4 separate regions of the Mus musculus genome follow, and regions 1, 2 and 3 are each linked to region 4. Evidence: chromatin contacts called from public HiChIP or PLAC-seq and promoter capture Hi-C data. All regions are on one chromosome and are shown on one strand. Each heading gives the region's core, a stretch centred on a gene start, on an enhancer-like site or on the middle of the called end of the contact. The rest is flanking DNA. Distances are from core to core; before and after follow the strand shown.

Region 1 (4,622 bases), core at 272-2,771, 520 kb before region 4:
ATGAAGGTTCCTCATCACGGAGCAGAGCACAGTATCTTCTGTGAGCAAGTCTCAGGCGAAGTTCTGATCTCCACTCAGTCTCTGAGTTGCAAGTAATTTATACTATAGCATGGGGCTGGGGGTGCTTCTGAAATCTTGGCTTTCCTTGTTATAAAGCACCTGACTACGCAATACAAGTATTGAGCGGAGACAAGGATGAAACCACAAAGTCGAGCCTTGAAATGACTTTGAACATCTGAAACCAACAAATAAAGGGGGGGGGGGGCTATGTTCAAGTATTTCTATTTGTGAAGCCTCATTGTGGAAATACCTGACTGCAATAAAAGACATTTGAAGTAATCTTTCAATCCTTAACTTGATTGTAACTTGAATTCAGGGTGCACACCCACCACAGAAGCAGATGCCTGGAGATCAATGGTCAGCTCCAAGACTGATTACTAGACGTCCTGGGCTCTTGTCATTTACTGGTGAACATCGGGATTCCTCTGATTTCTTTGTGTGCAGAACCTTCGGGAGAGTGCGCGCATCACCTACATCCTGGATATGTGTTAAAGAGAGGGCTGTTGTGATGGAGACGAAGTAATATCATCCACTTTCCGGTGTCACACAAATACCCGAATCCATTCACAATGCTTCTCTTCCTTATTTCGTCCACATACGTCACAACCTTGTCTCCATAAAGAAATGCATTTCTCTGTCCCAAACTCTTCTATCCGTTTCGGATTTGGGTGAATGAAAGTGAAAAATCCCCAGGTAGGCAGAACCACACAGCATCTGTGGTAGCTAAGCTGAAGTCGCGGGGAATTACATACAGATGCTCAGAGGCAGTGTCAGCGGGTACCTCCTTGGGGCTGACTTTCATATTTAAAATCAAACCTTTCAAGGTGGCTCTATGGTGTTGAGAACCCTGGCAAATTCTTACACACGGAAACCAGGACCCTGGGTGAGTGATGCAAGGGGGTGGGATGGGATGGACGTGGCCACTGCCACCAGCGCTCCGGGGATCAACCCTCCTTCCCCGTGGACGTCCTGTGCTCCTCTTTAGTCTGGTTTTTTAATTTTTTTTTCCTCACTGCACCTGGCCTCTGCTAGGATCCTGCTTGACTGAGGTTTAGCCCCTCACTGCTGGACTAACCACTTCGGGCGGGGTACGGGAAGGAGTCTCTTGTCCTTACACCTCAAGCGCCTCCTCCACTCGACTTCTCCCCATCCTGAGTGAACTGGAAGGAGATAGAATTTGTGGACAAGATTCTGACAGTCCCCAAAGGTCAGCATGACAGGTAGTTCTCAGTCATCCCTTAAGGGTCGTGCCACTTGTTCTCTGAGAGCTCTAACCTCCAACTTTAATTTGACAAATTCATCTCTTCCCCAAAAGGTGTCCTCGGTCTCTACCCACTTAAAGTTATTCAAACCGAGACCAAAGCTTCTGTTCGCTTATTCAGCATTTTTATCAGCTTGATTTTGCACTCTGTTTGCGGCGCCCCTGGGAAGACGTCAAACACTCTTATTCATTGTATTTAGTCACCCAGGTGCGGAGCCAGCCAGAAACAGACGGCGGAAGGAGTTTCCCGGACTGAGCTGTCACTCACCGGCCTGCACCAATTACAACGCAGATTGCTCGCGGGCCCACCTCTTTTGGGGTGTGTCACAAGTGAGTGATAGACTGAGCCGCCCGGCCCTGCTCAGCCCAGCCCACGTTGCTGCTTAGATTGAAATGCAGAACTCAAGCCTCTTTCAGCCCGGCACAGACTTCCTTTTACTCTTTCCTTTGGCACTCTTGTCGCCTCCTCCCGGGAAGAAGCCAAGGCACCCTCGGCTTGGAGCAGCGACAGGCCGGCTCAGTGAGAACAAGAAAAAAGTTTCTTTCTGGGAGTGCGGAACTGGGGCCGGGTTGGTGTACTGCTCAGAGCAATGGGTGAGTGGCTGATGGGGGACGTTGTCAGATCCGAGGAGGGAGGGAGCGAGCAGGCGAGGGCTAGAGGGAGGGAGCTGAGGCGCGCCACCGCGCTGTATTGACTCAGACTGCGTCCGTCGAGCTGTAAGCACCCTCCAAGGGTCAGTGGCGGAAAGGGTTCTGTGAGAGCCACTGGGTGACAATTGATGCCATTTTGCGATTTAAGGGAAGAGGGCCGTGGCATTGGCGAATCTCGCAGCTCCAGTGTCAATCCAAGTTTTGTTGCACACGTGTTTACACTTGCAAGCAAAACAGAACAAAAACACCCCCCCCCCAGCTTTCTCTGGACTGCGTCTAACCCCGCAGAAGGGAGGGGTAAGGCGGTGGAAGGGAGCAAGGGCCGAGTGTTTTGGTACCAGGCAGGCAAAGAGGGGCGCGCTGGAGCCTCAGAACCGATTTCCCCGCCTGCTTCGGAGAGTTTTAAGTGTCCGGAGTTGCCCTGGGTCTCTCTTCTTGTTTGTTGTTGGGAATCGCAAAGTAGGAGCGAGGTCTGGCCGCAGCTTGTTTTGAGACGTTTGGCTCAGGCCGGAACAGTCTGGTTTCGGGGCAACCCCAGTCCTTATAGAAGGGTGTCATAACCCTGCCCCTGGACGCTCTTGGAGGCCGAGTGGCAGGCGGCTGTCCCAAGCAGTTGGTGCGCGTTGTGGCGCGCTCTGTGCTCCTTTTGCAGAGCCAGCCTTCGGGGAGGTGAACCAGCTGGGAGGAGTGTTCGTGAACGGAAGGCCGCTGCCCAACGCCATTCGGCTTCGCATCGTGGAATTAGCCCAACTGGGCATCCGACCTTGTGACATCAGCCGCCAGCTACGGGTCTCGCACGGCTGCGTCAGCAAGATCCTGGCGCGCTACAACGAGACCGGTTCGATTTTGCCGGGAGCTATTGGGGGGAGCAAGCCCCGGGTCACCACCCCTACTGTGGTGAAACACATCCGGACTTACAAGCAGAGGGACCCAGGCATCTTCGCTTGGGAGATCCGGGACCGCCTGCTGGCGGATGGCGTGTGCGACAAGTACAACGTGCCCTCGGTGAGTTCCATCAGCCGTATTCTGCGCAACAAGATCGGCAACTTGGCCCAGCAGGGTCATTACGACTCATACAAGCAGCACCAGCCCGCGCCGCAGCCCGCGCTGCCCTACAACCACATTTACTCATATCCCAGTCCCATCACGGCGGCAGCAGCTAAGGTGCCTACACCACCTGGGGTGCCGGCCATCCCCGGATCGGTGGCCTTGCCGCGCACCTGGCCCTCCTCTCACTCCGTCACGGACATTCTGGGCATCCGCTCCATCACCGACCAAGGTAAGGAGCTCAGAGGCAGTGTGCAGAGCGGAGTGGGTTCCTGCACGCGTTCGGGAACCCCAGTACCTTCGGCCTCTAGCGAGTGTCTATCCCACCACCTGTGGCTCTTTTCTTTTGGAAACCTAAGGAGTCTTCCCAGGGGGTGTCCTGATCTCATTAACTTGAAACTCTTGCCCCTCTGTTTCCTTGCCACACACAGTCTCCAGCCTCATCTCAAACTACCAGACCCATAACATACCCCCCCCCCCAAACACATGGTTCGCATTTTCCACCCTCCCCCGCCTCTCGCGCACTCAGCCTCAGCCGGGCTAGACTGTTTGGAGAGCGCAGCCTGGCGATTTGGGGAGCACAAGAGGAGGCCCTAGCAGGCTTGGGGCTGCGGGTTGTAGGTAGCCACTGTCGGCAGCTTGCTCACGAGTCAGATGCCGCAGCTACGAGTCCCCGCACACTCTGGAAATTGTATTATTATTCTCGGATTCTGGCAATCAGGGCAAATTTGCTCAGGCAGGAAGTTCAAATGTCACCTAATTGGTTTCATTCTTATGCTTCACTTCATTTTCCTCGGAAACGGAGGTCTCGGTCTCTCTCTCTCTCTCTCTCTCTCTCTCTCTCTCTCTCTCTCTCTCTCTCCCCTTACCTCCCACCCACCTCCCTTAACAGACGTTAATTATCAACCCAGTAGTTGAGGTGACAATTGCTAGGTGATTCGCTGTTGTCCATTCGGCTGCTGTCTCTGGTTCCCCCCAGCCTCCTGCTTTCCTTAGGGTCCTCGGGAACTAGGAAACGCTAGTGGTTGCGTGCCCCTTTCCTGCAAAGTTTCCAGCAGTGTTTTTTTCCTTTTCTGTGCCGGAACCTTGCTCTGTCCTGGACGTCTGTTGTGATTGTTCAGAAAGATCTCGGAGTGTTCTGTACCATACAGTCCGGCTTTCCCGGGCGACTTGAGTTTGTTTTCTTTTTTATTGTACTGTTAAAGATAAAATTTAAAAGACATTAGGTTCTTTCTTGGTATAGGGAGAAAAAGAAAGTTAAAATGTTTTATTCGCCTTATTGCCTAACTGCTCAGTGGAAAGTTTAAGACAGGCAGAGGAAAATTTAAATAGGAAAGAGAAAGATATTTCCTGTGCTAATTTCCCGCTTTTTGATGTTCCCACCACACTGGCACAGTTACCTTTTAAAGTAATTAAGCAGTGCACGATTTCCCATCTTCTTGTCCTCTGACTGCAAATTGACAAGAGCAATGTTCTGGGTTATTTGGAACTGGTTGGAACCTTAGTTGGAGACGTTGCCCTTGATTTATAGGATAAGCTGACCTCACTGACATTTAAAGGAAGCCCCTGTTCATGGGAAAGTGTGAGATCAGCAGAAATGGGG
Region 2 (4,837 bases), core at 63-2,562, 670 kb before region 4:
GGAGGGAACCGAGAGCGGGAGGGCCAGAGGTGGGGTAGAGAATAACCTAAGGGGAGGGATGGAAAGGAGAACGGAAGGTGAATACTGCTTTGCAACCAACTTGGGGAGTTACAAAGTGGAACCGCGGTCCAATTTGGTCGGGGTTCCGAGGTCAGGGGCTGGCCTTTGGGGGAGAAGGGGGCTGAGGAGCAGGGAGCGGGATTTCACCTGAGCCTGCCGGGGCTGCTCCTCCCTCCCGCTGCGGCCTCCCAGCCCCGCGCCTTCCCACCGCCTCCGGACCACATCGGGCTTCGCTGCGCTGAGCCCCAGTCACCACCAAAAGAGTGTGCGAGTCTGGGGATGAACCCTGGGGCTGCACTGTTGGTCTATGTGTCTGTCAGTCTGTCTGCTTCTTCTGCCGCCGCCGTCAGAGGGACACCTCTGCTCCCCGCCCCCTTTCCCCTTACCCGAGAGAATCCCAGCGGGCGGAGGGGGAGCTGAGTAAGGGAACGACTGCCTCCGGGAGGCTGTCACCGATCCCCGCGCCACCCCCCACCAAGCTCCTGGCTCCCTAGCGGACCAGCCCCCCCAGCCCACCCCACCCCGCCGCTCCCTTTCTCCACCCCTTTTGCCGGCCCAGGCAAGTACACCGCTGGCCCTCTGAGCTACGAGGCTAAGGGTGCGGGGGATTAACAGGAGAGTCCACCACGGAAGTTGCCCCATCTCGAACAAACCTGGTGCCCCTGACCCTTGCCCATGGCCTGGATACTTCGGCTTCAGAAGCTGATGCTGTCTTTCCGAGGACATCCCAGTCCCAGCACCCCAGCTCAGATCCCCGCAGTTTTCCCTTCCGATGCTTCAGTGAAAGCCCGGGCGGGGAGCCGCGTGAGCGCCCGCAGATCCGTTGCAGAGTGGAACTGAGTCTGAACCCGGGTGGAACTCGTTGTCCGGGAGGAGGCGAATATCTCGACGCCCGCAGCCCAGCGGGCGGGAGGCTGGGCTGAGGCTCGCCTCCTCCCGGAGCTCAGCCATGCAAAAGTGCACTTGCTTCCCCGGGAATAACCAAATATCTTTGTCTAAAGTGGCGGCGTAAATGGCCGGTCGCTTTGTGGCCACGCTGGATATTAGTAGATGAGGATCATTCTGCTTCAATTGGGCGCCTCTCATCCGGCTAGGAAGAAACTGCTTAGGAGGAAGTGGGTTTCCTGTCTGAGCGTTCCCAGGCTTCAAGTGTGAGCCCCGCGCCTTGAGGGTCCTTGGGCGCCTGGCAAGGGGGAGCTGTGGGCTGTGCTCCCTAGCGGGCCCGGGGGCGTCAGCCTCATTGCTGTTACCAGGTCAGGATCAGCAGCTAAGTGGGTTACCCAGCCAAGCCCTGCATGGCACAGATTTGGAGACCACCTCCGTTTTTTTTTTTTTCTCCTTGGAATTTAAGCGTTTTCGTTATTGTTTGTTTTTGTTTTGGCTTTGCTTGTCTGCTGTTCGAGCTTTCTTGGAGCGCTAGAGGCTGGGAGGGCGGAGTGCTTCCTGGCCCGGCAGGTGCCTCCTAGACACTTCGGCGGCCAGTCAAGGAGGCTTCTTGATTTTGGTTTTTGTTTTCACATTTTCTTTCCCCTCCTTGTAGTGAGGGAGCTCCCGATAATGAACAAGCAGTTTTGAACTACTTAATTCAGCAGGGTAGGCTCCTTTCCATTAATAGCAATTATAGTATGGAAAGTTGTTTTATTTGCTTTTTAAGATCTCTCCTTGAAGAGTGCTCTCTACTCCCTCAACACAAAGCCGACGACTAAACTAACATTAGCTTTCCTCACCACCTACCTCCATCGTGAAGGGAAGGAAGGCTCTGGGCATCAGCGGGCCTCCCATCTGGGCCCGCATTTTCGAACCGCCCCCGAGGTGGCTTTGAAGCAGGGAACCCCGACTTTAAGCGGCCAGGTGCGTTGTGTCTCTGTAGCTAAGGACAAGTGGAAAGCAGAGCTCTGCGCTCTCCTTTCCCAGGGACTTCTCTGGGGGGCGCTCTCAAGATGAGCTACAGCACTTTGGTCTACAGTGTCGAGAGTGCAGGGAGGGGAAGCCACGCTAGATCAAGTGAACGGCAGAAAGGGCAGGCAAAGCATAATGCAGACCTAGTCTGAAGGCGCGACCCAGATCTGCTAGCATTGGGAACGGGATCGTCTTAGGAAGTCCCTGGTCCTCCGTCTCCATTTAACCCCGTTATTTTATAATTGTTGGTGGTCATAGGAACACCAAGGGTAGAGTGTCATTTGTCTCTCCCGGTTTTAGTGCCACTTACAGAAGGAGGTAATTCTTCAGAAGGTTTTTTGGTGAGATTTAAGCAAAATCAGGCACATCAAAACACGCCCAAAGCTTTGAGGGAAGAAAATTAAGCTCACTAACAAGGTCGATATTTCTGTGTCTGTGGTTAATATCAAATCCATTGCTTCTTCGGGGGGCCTGTTAGTCTGGAGTGAAAGGTTTGTTCAATCTTCTACAGTCTCTGAGCCGTGCAGCCCGGACCTTCAAAAACACCAGCAGGTGGCCAGTTTGGGAGAATGTACACAAGCTGCATCTTAGCCCTACTGTAACTAGGGGCCCCCATCCCCAGCCGCACAGCACTAGGTGAGGGGCTGAGCTTCAGTCAGAGTTCGAGGGGAGTGATGCCTGGCAACCCCCATGCTTTACCCTGAAGGGGAGGGGAACTGGACTGAGCTTCAAACTTCTCCTGCTGGCACCAATGCCAACAGCTCCCATCTAGAACTGGGGGTGAGGGGCTCTGTTGCACTCTGTGACTTGAACCAAATGAACTTCCCATACTTCTGCCCCTTCATAAACATCCACCATTCTGGATTATTTCCCATGAGCACTGACATCCACAAGAGTAAGCCAGAATTCTCAAGAGCCTTTGGGGGCCTGGGGGGGGTGTTGGGTGGGTGGGTGGGGAGCCACCTATTTATCTCTGAACTCATCCATGCAAAGATCTTGAGAATTCTCACCAGGTTAGTCTTTCTGACTAGAGAGCATGCTGCCTCTCTGACTCATCTTGAACAGGACCCACTCGGGTTAAACCAGAGATATTTTTTTCCCCTCTTGTAGCTGTGGATTAATTCTTAAAAACCTAGTCCACCCCTCATGGCTGGTGCCTCCTGCGCTGTCAGTAGACTGGCCTTGTGGCTAGCAGGACAGAGCTCAGCCCTCATAAGGTTATTCCCTGGTTCAGCCCCAAGGGTCCTCTTTAATCTCACTAGTTAGGAATCAAAGGGCTGCAGAGACTCAGGCTTCACCAGAAGAAGAGCAGAGTAACCATTAGTCTTTGCAGCAGTGTAGCAGAGGGACACTTCCTTCTTCCCCTCCAGTGTCTCTTTGAAAGCTCACTGGTAGAACGCTAGAGAGAGGATGTCCAAACCAGATCTACCACTTGCCACCTACACCTCAGCTTGCTTACTTCCAACTCCCATGAAACCCTTCACATCTGCCAAGGGCACTAGATGTGCTTCTTCTAATGCTGCAAAGTTCAAAATGTTATCTTACAATTCATGATTCACTTAGCAACTACTCTTGGAACCCATGCTGTATCCGATATTTGGTAGGCTAGGTCAGAGTATTTAGCCATTAACGACCTATCTATGGCCGGTCTCCACCTGAAGCTTCCATATTAGCACTAGATCACTGCAGTGATGTATAATTACTTTGTAACAAGCATTGAGAAAGGGGGCGTGTCCCAGTGAAGTTTTGTGTCCTGGATTAGCTAGGTTAGTGCTGGGGGACTTGGGGGGGGGGGTGGAGATGCCCTGGAGTAGAGCTCAGAAATCTTGGTGTCTGAGACCTGGCTTTACCACTTTCTGATTATGTGAGCTCCCACCATCCCCTGGAGCAAATCCCTTCATACATGCACATGGACACCATACATGCACATGGACACGTGCATGAATGTGTGCATACACACTGTATGTGGGGATGTGGTAGAAGCCTGCCTCATACAACTTCCTACTTTGCTGTGTCAGTGACTTAAATAATCGGTGATGAGATGCTGTGCAGGAGTTTGACCGTCTTTAAGCACATTAGCACAATGAATTATTCTAATTCAGTATTTCAGACTTCAACTTGGGGATCAAGCCTCTAAGGCTCTGTAAGAAGCAACACCCAATCCTCCGATAGCTACTGCAGGTATAGCATCTTTGCTGTGCTGTACTTGGGAGGACTTGATGGGGCTGGGGAGATGTCTCAGTGGTAAAGAACACTTTCAGAGAACCTGGGTTCTATTCCCAGTACAGGATTTATGTCTCATAACCTTCTGTATCCCATTTCCAAACAATCTAATGCCCTTTTTCAGGTCTCTGCAGGAACCAAGCACACACTTAGTGCATTTAGACAAGCAGTCTCTCTCTCTCTCTCTCTCTCTCTCTCTCTCTCTCTCTCTCTCTCTCTCTCTCTCACACACACACACACACACACAATTTTTTAAAAGAGTGGGGTGGAGGCAACCTGGCACAAGAGCAACAGAAAGTGGGGAGAGAGGGTTTACTATTCTCTAACCCAGAGATCCAAGGAGTGCCTTCCAAACATGGCTAGTTTCTGAAAAGTTTTCCAAGACCCCTCTATGCTTTCCCAAGCTTTGAAAGCCTCTCTGGGGTCCTCACTAGGCAGGCTGAGAATCAGGACAGCTTTGGAGTGTTGCAAGGAAAAGAGCCTACTGCCAATTCTTTTCTTGGCTTAAAACCTTTGAGATATCTCCTTAAGTCGTGGTTTGTGCGGCCGGAGTGCAGGGCTGGGAGGACCATCACAGCATCTCCCTGACAGGAGGATGCTCTTGTGGAAATGAGATTCCATCAGAGAGTCCTCCCAGAGAGTCCTCCCCCTCCCC
Region 3 (4,834 bases), core at 1,316-3,815, 600 kb before region 4:
ACTGCCTGCCCTGGATTTCCTCCCTCACTATATACCCAGGAAAAGAACAGGGGCAAACCAAGGCCTGGAATGGAAAGGAGATCATTCCGTGTGTGCACTGCTGACTGGACTCTTACTAGCCGATCGCACCCCAGCATAGCAATCCTAGCATTACCCTCTTTCCCTAGGGTAGCCTGGAAACAGTGCCCTGGGCAGGTCATTCTGTGGCCCTTTTTATTTCTTCAATGCCCTCCCTCTCCAGTCCCACCACTGCCGGGTAGAGGAGGCAGGAAACAGCACATTGAAGCGCTCATGGCATTAACTGTATGTTCCAAGTTCCTTGCTTCCAAGCTCCTCAATCCTCAAGTCCTGGAAACAGCCTTGAGTCAGGACCCTGCTCGAGGGGCAGGATAAGCTTTCAGTCTTGGAGCCAGAGACTAAAGAATCTCCAGCTTCACTCTGCAGAGCTACCCAGATCGCCTCCGTTGCCTCTCCTACTCCCTTTCCTCCCAAAGTCTTGTTGGGACTTTATTCTGACCTACAGTATAAACCGGGGATGGGTCTCAGTGTAAATGGTCTTTCCACCTCCAGCCAAGGGAAACCAGTTTCCATCCCTTTAGTGGTAGGAGCGCCAGCGACCCAACCCTCCACAGTATAATCTAGCGCAACAAGTCAAGGGGAAAACACTCTATTTCTTTTTTAAAAATAAGTTGCTTCATACAAGTCGCTATTTTAAAATATACAAATAATGCTCAAGAAATAAAATCTTGCTCTGGGACTGGCGCCCGGGCAACCATTCCGAGTCTTGGAGACAGTCCCTTGTGTGTGTGTGTGTGTGTGTGTGTGTGTGTGTGTGTGTGTGTGTGTGTGTGTTTGCCGGTTAGGGCAATCCAGGGACCCAGGACTCAAGAAGGGCTCCTGCAAGGGTCACCTCCTGACTTTGGTGTGGCTGTAGCTCTACTGCGGCGGACCAAACAGCAATGTCCCAAGTCTAGGGTGGCTTTAGGCACTCCGCAGCAGCCTCACCAGTTCCAGGAGACCAGAGCTGGTGGTGCTAAGTGCTGGTAGGCTGGGAAGAGGCCAAGCGCCGAGCCCGGTCCGAAGGCGGTGTAGCCTGGCACCGGACACGCAGTGGCCAGGCGTGCGCTGCACTTGTCCTGGGGCACCGCAGAGGTCCCCTCACCTCTGCCGTTGTTGCTCGGTGGCCGGTCGTGAACCAGCACGGGTACCACTACGCGGCGCAGCAGGCCGGGAGCGGCGTGCAGATCAGATGATGCTGCCATATCCGAAGGCTCTGTGATCCCAGGCGCTCGCCCTCGCTTCAGCTTGTAGCGGTGGTTCTGGAACCAGATCTTGACCTGCGTGGGCGTGAGGCGCAGGAGTCGAGCCAGCTGTTCCCGCTCCGGCGCCGACAGGTAGCGCTGCTGCCGAAAGCGCCGCTCCAACTCCAAGGTCTGGGCCTTGGAGAACAGCACCCGCCGCTTCCTCCTCTTCTCCGGGTCGGAGCCGGGGGACTCCCGCCTGAGCGAAGCCAGCTGCGACGAGTCTGCAGGGCTTGTCTCCAGGCCGCTCTCGTCCGAGGCTGGGAACCACAAAGCAAAGCAGACGTCGCCTGGTGAGAGGCCAGCCTCTACGGGTGTCTGGGACCTGTCTCCCACCCTCGTCTCCACCTGGAGTCCCAATTCTCTTGCTCCGGGCTTTGCGACCCATTTGCTTTGCTGTATTCACTTCTGGGTACCCACGTTCCCTACTCTTACCTCAACCATACTACAAGAGTAATCGGCAGACCTGAGATGATGCCCCAGAGAAACCCACCCTGGGGTCCTCTTAAAGGAATCGCAACAGTAACTGAGCTGGCAGACTAGTTTCCCACAAGCTGAGTCACCCATACCGGCCACCTCTGATTTGAAGTTTGCAAAGCCCTGGGACACAAAAGGAAGGTTTCAAATCTTTAAATATCCCGGTCTTTTCGGATCGCCAGACACCAAAACCACTACCTTCCTCAGCAGTCCAGGACCAAGATCTACTCTCAGGATGTGTGGACTCAGACGCACCACCTGTCTGTTTGAGGACCACAGAGCTTCGCGCTTGCTCTAGGGTCGAAGGAACCTGATTCTGGGTTGGGAATCTCCACTCTCCATCCCTGACCCCAGAGGCTTGGCTGGGTCCCTCCTCCGCACTCCCCACCCCCGGCCGCAGTCCTGGCTCACTCACACAGGTAGTGGCTGCACTCCGACTCCAGCCAGGCAGCAGTCTGTGGAACGCACGTCTGTTGCTCGCGCCTCACCCTAGGCTTCGCATCCTGTTCAGGTAAATTCAGGAGGCTGCGCACCGTGAAGCCGAGGCGTCCAGAGGTGGCCATGGCCGAGGAGGGGAAGAAGGTGGGGGGCAGGGTAGGCTAGGGACCCAGGGACAGCTGGGGACGCCGCTCCTAAGGATGGAAGTGCGAGGCGCTCGCCATGCGCTGGCCTTGAGACGCCAGCACCTTTGCGGGAGGAATCCCTATTTATATTAACAGCCCTTGCTACTCGGAGGGCTTTGAAAACCGCAGTCGGGGTGTCCAGGGTTTTAAGTACCTGAATGAGTGCTGGAGCGAAGCCGGGGCAAGTCCGGAAGGTGCCATCTCCGCCCCCCCTTCCCCCGCCTCCCGCTCCGCCCCGCCCGGCACCCGCCCCCTCTGCAAGACTACCTCCCAGAGGTCGCAGGAAGCTGGCCTGGTATTAGCGATTGTCTGATTAGACCAAAGTGGGGACAGATAATGGGGATTGTTACCAGTGAATAACATCTTGGGTGGCGAACAGTGACCATGGTCCTCCCAACTGAGCCCCAGCTTCCTTCTCCTCTCAGGCTGACGTGGGGCCTGGGCTGGGTGGTAGAGCTGGGGAGGGTGGAGCGACTTTATTATTCCTTGTTTGTTTTTCCCCGGAGCTTCCCTGCTGGAATGGTAGTTTCTCATAATTATTTGGAAAGTGATTTATAACTACGTTAAACTGGCGCACTTTTTTTTTTTTTTTGGTAGCATTCCTTAGATATCAGAGGATGGCCTGGTCTTTCCAGATGTCTAGGGCACAGATTTTGCAGGAGCCTACATACACACACACACACACACACACACACACACACACACACTCACCACACACAGTCTGAAAGGTCTGGAAGCCTGTGGGAGAGCTTGGGACCTGTGTCTGTCTCCTCAGGCCAACAAAACAGCCAACATCCAGGTCCCGAAATGTCCATCCTGGTCTGGCATCTATGGACCCTGAGTCTGGGACTCTGGCTGAGCTCCTCCATTCGAGGACCCAAGGGAGGTAGCAGATTTTAGGGTGGCCTACCAAAGCTTCCTTGGTATTGTCACTAGGGCTTCGTCCCTGCCCTTCATCTCCCAAGTCGGTGCCAGTTAGCAGCATAGGAAGGGACAGTGAGCGGTCTGCATTACTCACTGCTCACAGTGTAGCAGACCACACCACAGCTGCCCCGTCTGACATAGAATGGGCGGATAGGCAGAATTAGCAACAGGCCTGCCCAAAAGAAATGTGCCTGGCAGGAGATGTCTCCCAGATCCTCTAGTCACCAAGGGAACACAGATAAAATGATCCACGTGGAAGGCGGGTGAAGGAGGTAGGAGAGGGCAGAATCCGGCAGCAGCAGGCACATTCTGTTGGCCTTTCTAGTCTTCCTCTGGCTCCAGTCTAGCGCTAGAGTGCGGTCTCAGAAGCCTTTTTCTATCCAGCTAGTTATTTGGGTACCTGGTTTCTAAATTTCAGGGATGAGAGCTACATTTGGGTAGCCGCATCTGAAAACCGGGCTTTGCTGAGGCTGAATTCGAACCTGACAAGGGCGTGGCGCCCCCACCCTCACCCCCCCTCCCGCCTCACCCAGCCTGCGTCCACCCCCAGCTGCAGTCCTACCAAGCGTGCCTAAAGTGGCCGGTGGTACCGCGCGCTGGGTGGTCGGGCGGAGGCTAGCCCACTACAGGCCAACTGCTAGGCCACAAACAAAGGGGAAATGGAGCTGGGACGCCCGGACCTGTTGGAAGCATTTGTTCCAGCAAAGATTTTGCATTTGTTCAGTCCGGAATAATGCGTGATTGATGTCTGCTCACAATGCGCTTTAGCTCCCTGGGATAAATCGGAGCTTGTCCGGTGTTGTCATGGTTTTCAATGGGATTCAATGGGATTGGGAGATCGATCGACTCTGCTGGCTGTCTTTCTGTGGTCCTGGCAATAGATTTATTAGTTATGTCTTTTTAAATGAGATTAAATTGAAATGACTGTGCTGACCTCTATGCAGAAAAAACTCCTGCGGGAGCCAGAGGTTTGGCGGGAGGTGGTAGAGTTTTAGAGAAGCCTAAGCGTAGATTCCCAGACTCTGTGAACTTGGAAGCTGTGCCAGGTGAAGCCGCTCCGGCCTGGAAACCTGTGCATCCTCTGCCTCTGGCAAAATGGACAATCTTGAGATTCTCTCTCTCCGATCTACCTCCCCCCCCCCCCCCCGCTCCTGCTTTCTCCCAAGACGAATAGATTTGGTAATTTCTCAGACTATTAGTTTCTGACTTTCATTCCCTCTCGATTTTCTCTGACCTATCTATGCTGGGATTCATCGTCTGTAGACTCTGATCCACCTTGCAGGACATTCCAGGAGTCTATGTGTTAACTTTTCAGTTTGTGAAGGACTCTCCAGATGACTGTGGCCCCGCATTTAACAATTTTAGGAAGAAGCAGGATAGGCAATGTACAAGTCTTCCTTGGGATGATTGACCTCTCTTAGCCTTTTAATCTATTTAACATTCTAAAACCACACTGATGTGTAGAAATAAGCAAATGACGCTCTTCAGCTCTTAAGAGCTCTTCAGCAT
Region 4 (4,251 bases), core at 316-2,815:
TGAGTGGGTTTCCTGTAGCTTATAAGTTTATAAAAGAGATAACAACATGACTGAATAACATGCACATTCTTTTTTTTTTAGATTTATTTTATTTATTATATGTAAGTACACTGTAGCTGTCCTCAGACACTCCAGAAGAGGGCATCAGATTTCGTTAGGGATGGTTGTGAGCCACCATGTGGTTGCTGGGATTTGAACTGGGGACCTTCGGAAGAGCGCTCTTAACCACTAAGCCATCTCACCAGCCCCAACATGCACATTCTTTAAGATGAGCCTTTTGTGGAACAGAAAGAAAAAGAATTTGTGATTATATCGTTGGATCATATAGTGGAATGTTTTGTTAGAGTTAGGCAAATTTATAAGAACTCGAATAATGTTAGGACAGTGACATAGCAAAAAATAGGAAATATGAAGCATTTAGTTGATGGAAACTGAGTTTGTGTAAGAAATAACAGATTACATCTGTGAAAGCTTACAGCTGAACTAGTCCCTAGAAACTGAGTTTAGGTGAAGAGTTAGGTCTGTTTTCTATCTGTCCAGCTACAGTTACCTTAGCTGTCAATGGAGTCATAAATCTGAGGAAGAATAAGTTATAATCTAGCAGTCATATATTATTTAAAAAGTGGCAGAGTGTACCTATAGTCCTAACAGTTCCCTATGGTCTCTATGGTCTCTATGGTCTCGATGGCAATGTGGGCGTAGTCAGTCTGGCTTTCAAGCCCAGAAGATGGAGGGCTTTTTTCTTTTTCCCGTGGAATGGACAAGTGTGAGAAATGGCTTACCTTGATTTAGACCATATATGTCATTTGACTCAGGGTATCCAGTTTTGTCCACTGTGTTTCTGATTGGTTATCATACCACAACCCAGGCAGCCTCTTGTAGTTGTGTCCATATCCTCTGAGACCTTGGGGGTAAGTTGTTAGGTCTTGGGAGATTCTGTCTGTCATAAACTTAAGTATATTAATAATTAGCAGACTTCTGACAAGATTGAGAGCTATATCAATTGGTCATATCTGAATAGAGCACACCATAATTTAATGGCAGTAGCAAAAATCATTATTTATCAAGACAGGATAGGAACGAAAATCTTAAGTAACTTTGACATGTGGTGTAAGTAAAGAAAAACACATTTTGCATTAGCAGAGAAATATTTGGCTTTGTAGTAGTAGAGAAACACTTGACTTAGAGTTGGTGTGGACCAGAGAGCTGACAGCAGTGGCATAAGATCATGGTGACAGAAAGTGAGCTTGTCCCAGTGGGTCCAGGCCTGTGACACAAAGTCAGTGGGCAGGCTGTGAGAAGAGGCTGCGGGCACAGGCATGTATCCTTGATGAACTGGATTGTAAAGAGAGCAGGCTGGACCGTGGAGACAGGTGCGCGAGTATGTGCTGTTGAGGCACCAGGCTCGAATACCCTGGCTGGCTGGTGGCATGGGACACCTGCACAGTCTGAAAAGCACAGATCGCTAGGAGGCAAAATAGGTCAGATGGCATTCAAGAGAGACTGGCTGTCTCTGCCTTCATTTCGAGACAGCGGTGTTGACAGCAGCAGCGGGCAGTTGTGCAGTGTGTTTACTTAGACCGAGCAGGGTGGGACTTCCTCCAAAGGCAGGAAGCAGCGACCCAGTGCTTGGGGTCGGGGAGCGGGGAGCGCCTGAAGTAGCATCCCATATCCTAGTAACTTGTGCACTATTCTTGTGGCCAGGGTATTCTTGTGGCCAATGGCAGGACTAGCCGCTCACTTCCCAAGAGAGAGGAGAGAAGAGAGACGGAGAGAGAGGAGAGAGAGAGAGAACTCACACGCCCTTGTGGGCGAGTGTGAACAAGTACAGGCGTGTGGCTTCTTGGACAGGGCGAAAACCGTTTTTCTCGCAGCTGAGGCAGGCAGCCAGGCAACAAAGACATCCAAAAGCAGCTACAATAGTGGTCAAAGAAGGCAGTGGCGACAGCAACAGGGGCAAATAGGGCAGGCAGGGCCAAAACTGTTTTTCCCGCGGCTGCGAGCCAAGCAGCCAGGCAGGGGTGGTGCCAGCCTTGGCGGGCAGAGCGCAGGAGTCCCACTCAAGAGAGAGTTCAAGTATAGGGGCACCAGATGGTCAGCATGGGAAAGCAACGTGGCAGAACGCAAGGGGCAGGGTCCTGTGATAGCAGGAGGGATGCAAACCTGCAGAGATTCGCATCATATGATGTGTTCATAATAAAATAAAATAAAATAAAATAAAATAAAATAAAATAAAATAAAAAGATTAAAGCGGGGGGGGGTATGTTCTTTTGTTTTGTTTTGTTTTGTTTTGTTTTGTTTTGTTTTGTTGTTTGTTTTTTTGATTTTCGAGACAGGATTTCTCTGTATAGCCCTGGCTGTCCTGGAACTCACTCTGTAGACCAGGCTGGCCTCAAACTCAGAAATCCGCCTGCCTCTGCCTCCCAAGTGCTGGGATTAAAGGCGTGCCCCTCCACCGCCTGGCTGGGGGGGATATGTTCTATGGAGGTGTAGTCAGGTGTAGGGGAAGGGGGTCCCTCGGTAGGCCCATGCTGAGGCATCCTTCTCCCTGAGGGACCACACACACAACAGTATAGTGTAGAATAGAGTTTATTCAGGGCATGGGGGGAGGGGGGAGTCAAGAGGGTAGTAGAGGCAGGGGTGGGGGAAAGGAGAAGGAGAAGGAGAAGGAGAAGAGAAGAGAAGAGAAGAGAAGAGAAGAGAAGAGAAGAGAAGAGAAGAGAAGAGAAAGAAGAGGCTGACCATGAGCACGTGGAGAGGGGGGGGAGGTTAATGGGAGGGGAGGGGGAGGGAGCAAGAAGGCAAGAGCAAGAGAGACAGAGAGGAGGGGGCAAGCAGTCCCTTTTATAGTGAGTCAGGCAGCGCTTAGACAAAATGCTAACAAAGAGAAGAAAAAGATGACCACTTAATGGGTACCTTATTTCTTTTTTGGTCTACCTGCCTGAATGATAGCAGAGCATTTCTAAAGGCAATGAAATTATTTGGGATTAAACGAGAGAATTATAATACAGAACACACAGACCACAGGGGTCTAAGAGTCAGTCCAGCGAGTCTGAGGTAAGAAGAAATCTGTAGAGGCAAAAGAGAGAAGTTCATAGTATTTGTTCTGAAACAGTTCCGCTACAGAGACAGCTTACTCTGCAAGCTATTGTGTGCATTAGGCCAGCTGTCCTTGACTCCTGTGGGAAACTTCAGAATGGAAAGTGTTCTGGAAATGTTGTTACAAGCTTATAAATAAAAGAACACTTCAGGGAATTTCTGTAACAATTTTTATCTTAGGTATGTGTACATGGGGTCCCTCATTTCCAACTAATGATTTAATTTGCTGTTTGATTATGGTTTGAAACAAGTGACTCATTTGATTCTGAGAACCTGCAGAGGGTTGGAGGAAATACTTGGAAGCTAGATAAAGATGGTGGCTCCACAACACTGTGAATGTGCTAAGTGGCAATGACTGTTCACTTTAAAATGGCTGTCTCAGCCAGGTGGTGGTGGCACACGCCTTTAATCCCAGCACTTGGGAGGCAGAGGCAGGTAGATTTCTGAGTTTGAAGCCAGCCTGGTCTACAAAGTGAGTTCCAGGACAGACAGGGCTACACAGAAAAACCCTGTCTCTCGAAAACAAAACAAAACACAAAAAAAAGAAAGAAAGAAAGAAAGAAAGAAAGAAAGAAAGAAAGAAAGAAAGAAAGAAAAGAAAAAAAGAAAGAAAAAAAAGAAAAAAAGAAAGAAAAAAAAGAAAGAAAGAAAGAAGAAAGGAAGGAAGGAAGGAAGGAAGGAAGGAAGGAAGGAAGGAAGGAAGGAAGGAAGGAAATGGCTGTCTCTTGTTATACCAAACCTCATATCATTGGTTTCTTATTTTTTCTTAGATGACCACCCTCCCCCATCAACACACCAGCCCATTTTAGAGCCTCAAATGATACTATCGATAAAACAAAAAACCTCCCCACTCCCTTCTATATGATATATAAGCTTTTCTGGATAACTTGTTTTAGATAGTGACTTCCACTCCCCACTCTATCTAGACTAAGTGAGTCACAAGCTGGAGGCAGGATGCACTAGGTAGACAGGTAGGTAGGAAGGTAGGCAGACATACACACACACACACACACACACACACACACACACACACACACATATATATATATACTATATATATATATATATATATATATATATATATATATATATGAACTATTACATGTCACATTCTGGCCCCATATGTCCCTTGGCCTCTCTTTCTTCTTCTAC

Evidence for each region. Promoter capture Hi-C pulls out the DNA fragments that hold promoters and counts their contacts. HiChIP or PLAC-seq counts read pairs in DNA pulled down with a chosen protein or histone mark.
Region 1: a contact with region 4 is called in an H3K4me3 HiChIP or PLAC-seq map of embryonic stem cells, with 48 read pairs. The contact joins the promoter of Pax9 here to the enhancer-like site in region 4. A contact is called at or near these places in 11 of 39 promoter capture datasets (the 3T3-L1 cell line, cranial neural crest, embryonic stem cells and 5 more), 1 of 484 Hi-C or Micro-C datasets (embryonic stem cells), 14 of 115 datasets of contacts at active chromatin or transcription factors (craniofacial prominence, embryonic hindbrain, embryonic limb bud and 8 more) and 1 of 9 other capture datasets (liver).
Region 2: a contact with region 4 is called in a promoter capture Hi-C map of embryonic stem cells, with 12 read pairs. The contact joins the promoter of Nkx2-1 here to the enhancer-like site in region 4. A contact is called at or near these places in 12 of 39 promoter capture datasets (the 3T3-L1 cell line, 3T3-L1-derived adipocytes, cranial neural crest and 5 more), 2 of 484 Hi-C or Micro-C datasets (both in embryonic stem cells), 3 of 115 datasets of contacts at active chromatin or transcription factors (craniofacial prominence and embryonic stem cells) and 1 of 9 other capture datasets (embryonic stem cells).
Region 3: an H3K4me3 HiChIP or PLAC-seq map of forebrain shows a contact between it and region 4, with 4 times the contacts expected there. The contact joins the promoter of Nkx2-9 here to the enhancer-like site in region 4. A contact is called at or near these places in 5 of 39 promoter capture datasets (cranial neural crest, embryonic stem cells, frontonasal cranial neural crest and 2 more), 2 of 115 datasets of contacts at active chromatin or transcription factors (embryonic stem cells and forebrain) and 1 of 9 other capture datasets (embryonic stem cells).

Annotation. Positions count from the first base shown.
Region 1 is chr12:56,693,950-56,698,571 of GRCm38.p6, forward strand. It overlaps Pax9 (paired box 9), which reads left to right and starts at 1,522. Exons shown (of 4, transcript NM_011041.3): 1 at 1,522-1,915; 2 at 2,625-3,251. The coding sequence starts at 1,912. Gm15524 (a long non-coding RNA gene) reads right to left here and starts at 818. Exons shown (of 3, transcript XR_003950120.1): 1 at 1-818.
Region 2 is chr12:56,535,596-56,540,432 of GRCm38.p6, forward strand. It overlaps Nkx2-1 (NK2 homeobox 1), which reads right to left and starts at 1,313. Exons shown (of 3, transcript NM_009385.3): 1 at 714-1,313. It overlaps Gm26973 (a long non-coding RNA gene), which reads left to right and starts at 1,595. Exons shown (of 6, transcript XR_872771.2): 1 at 1,595-1,911.
Region 3 is chr12:56,610,719-56,615,552 of GRCm38.p6, forward strand. Nkx2-9 (NK2 homeobox 9) reads right to left here and starts at 2,566. Exons shown (of 2, transcript NM_008701.2): 1 at 2,194-2,566; 2 at 675-1,561. The coding sequence starts at 2,341. The coding sequence ends at 1,002. All of the region lies in intron 3 of Gm26973 (a long non-coding RNA gene), which reads left to right.
Region 4 is chr12:57,210,161-57,214,411 of GRCm38.p6, forward strand. No RefSeq gene overlaps it. Among named protein-coding and RNA genes, the nearest start is that of Gm40426, 14 kb to the right of the region's middle. Within about 2 kb of position 1,566, at least 172 of the 459 cell types and tissues checked have an H3K27ac peak or open chromatin away from gene starts, as enhancers often do. A contact at or near this core is called in craniofacial prominence, embryonic limb bud, embryonic stem cells and 7 more, where this site is marked.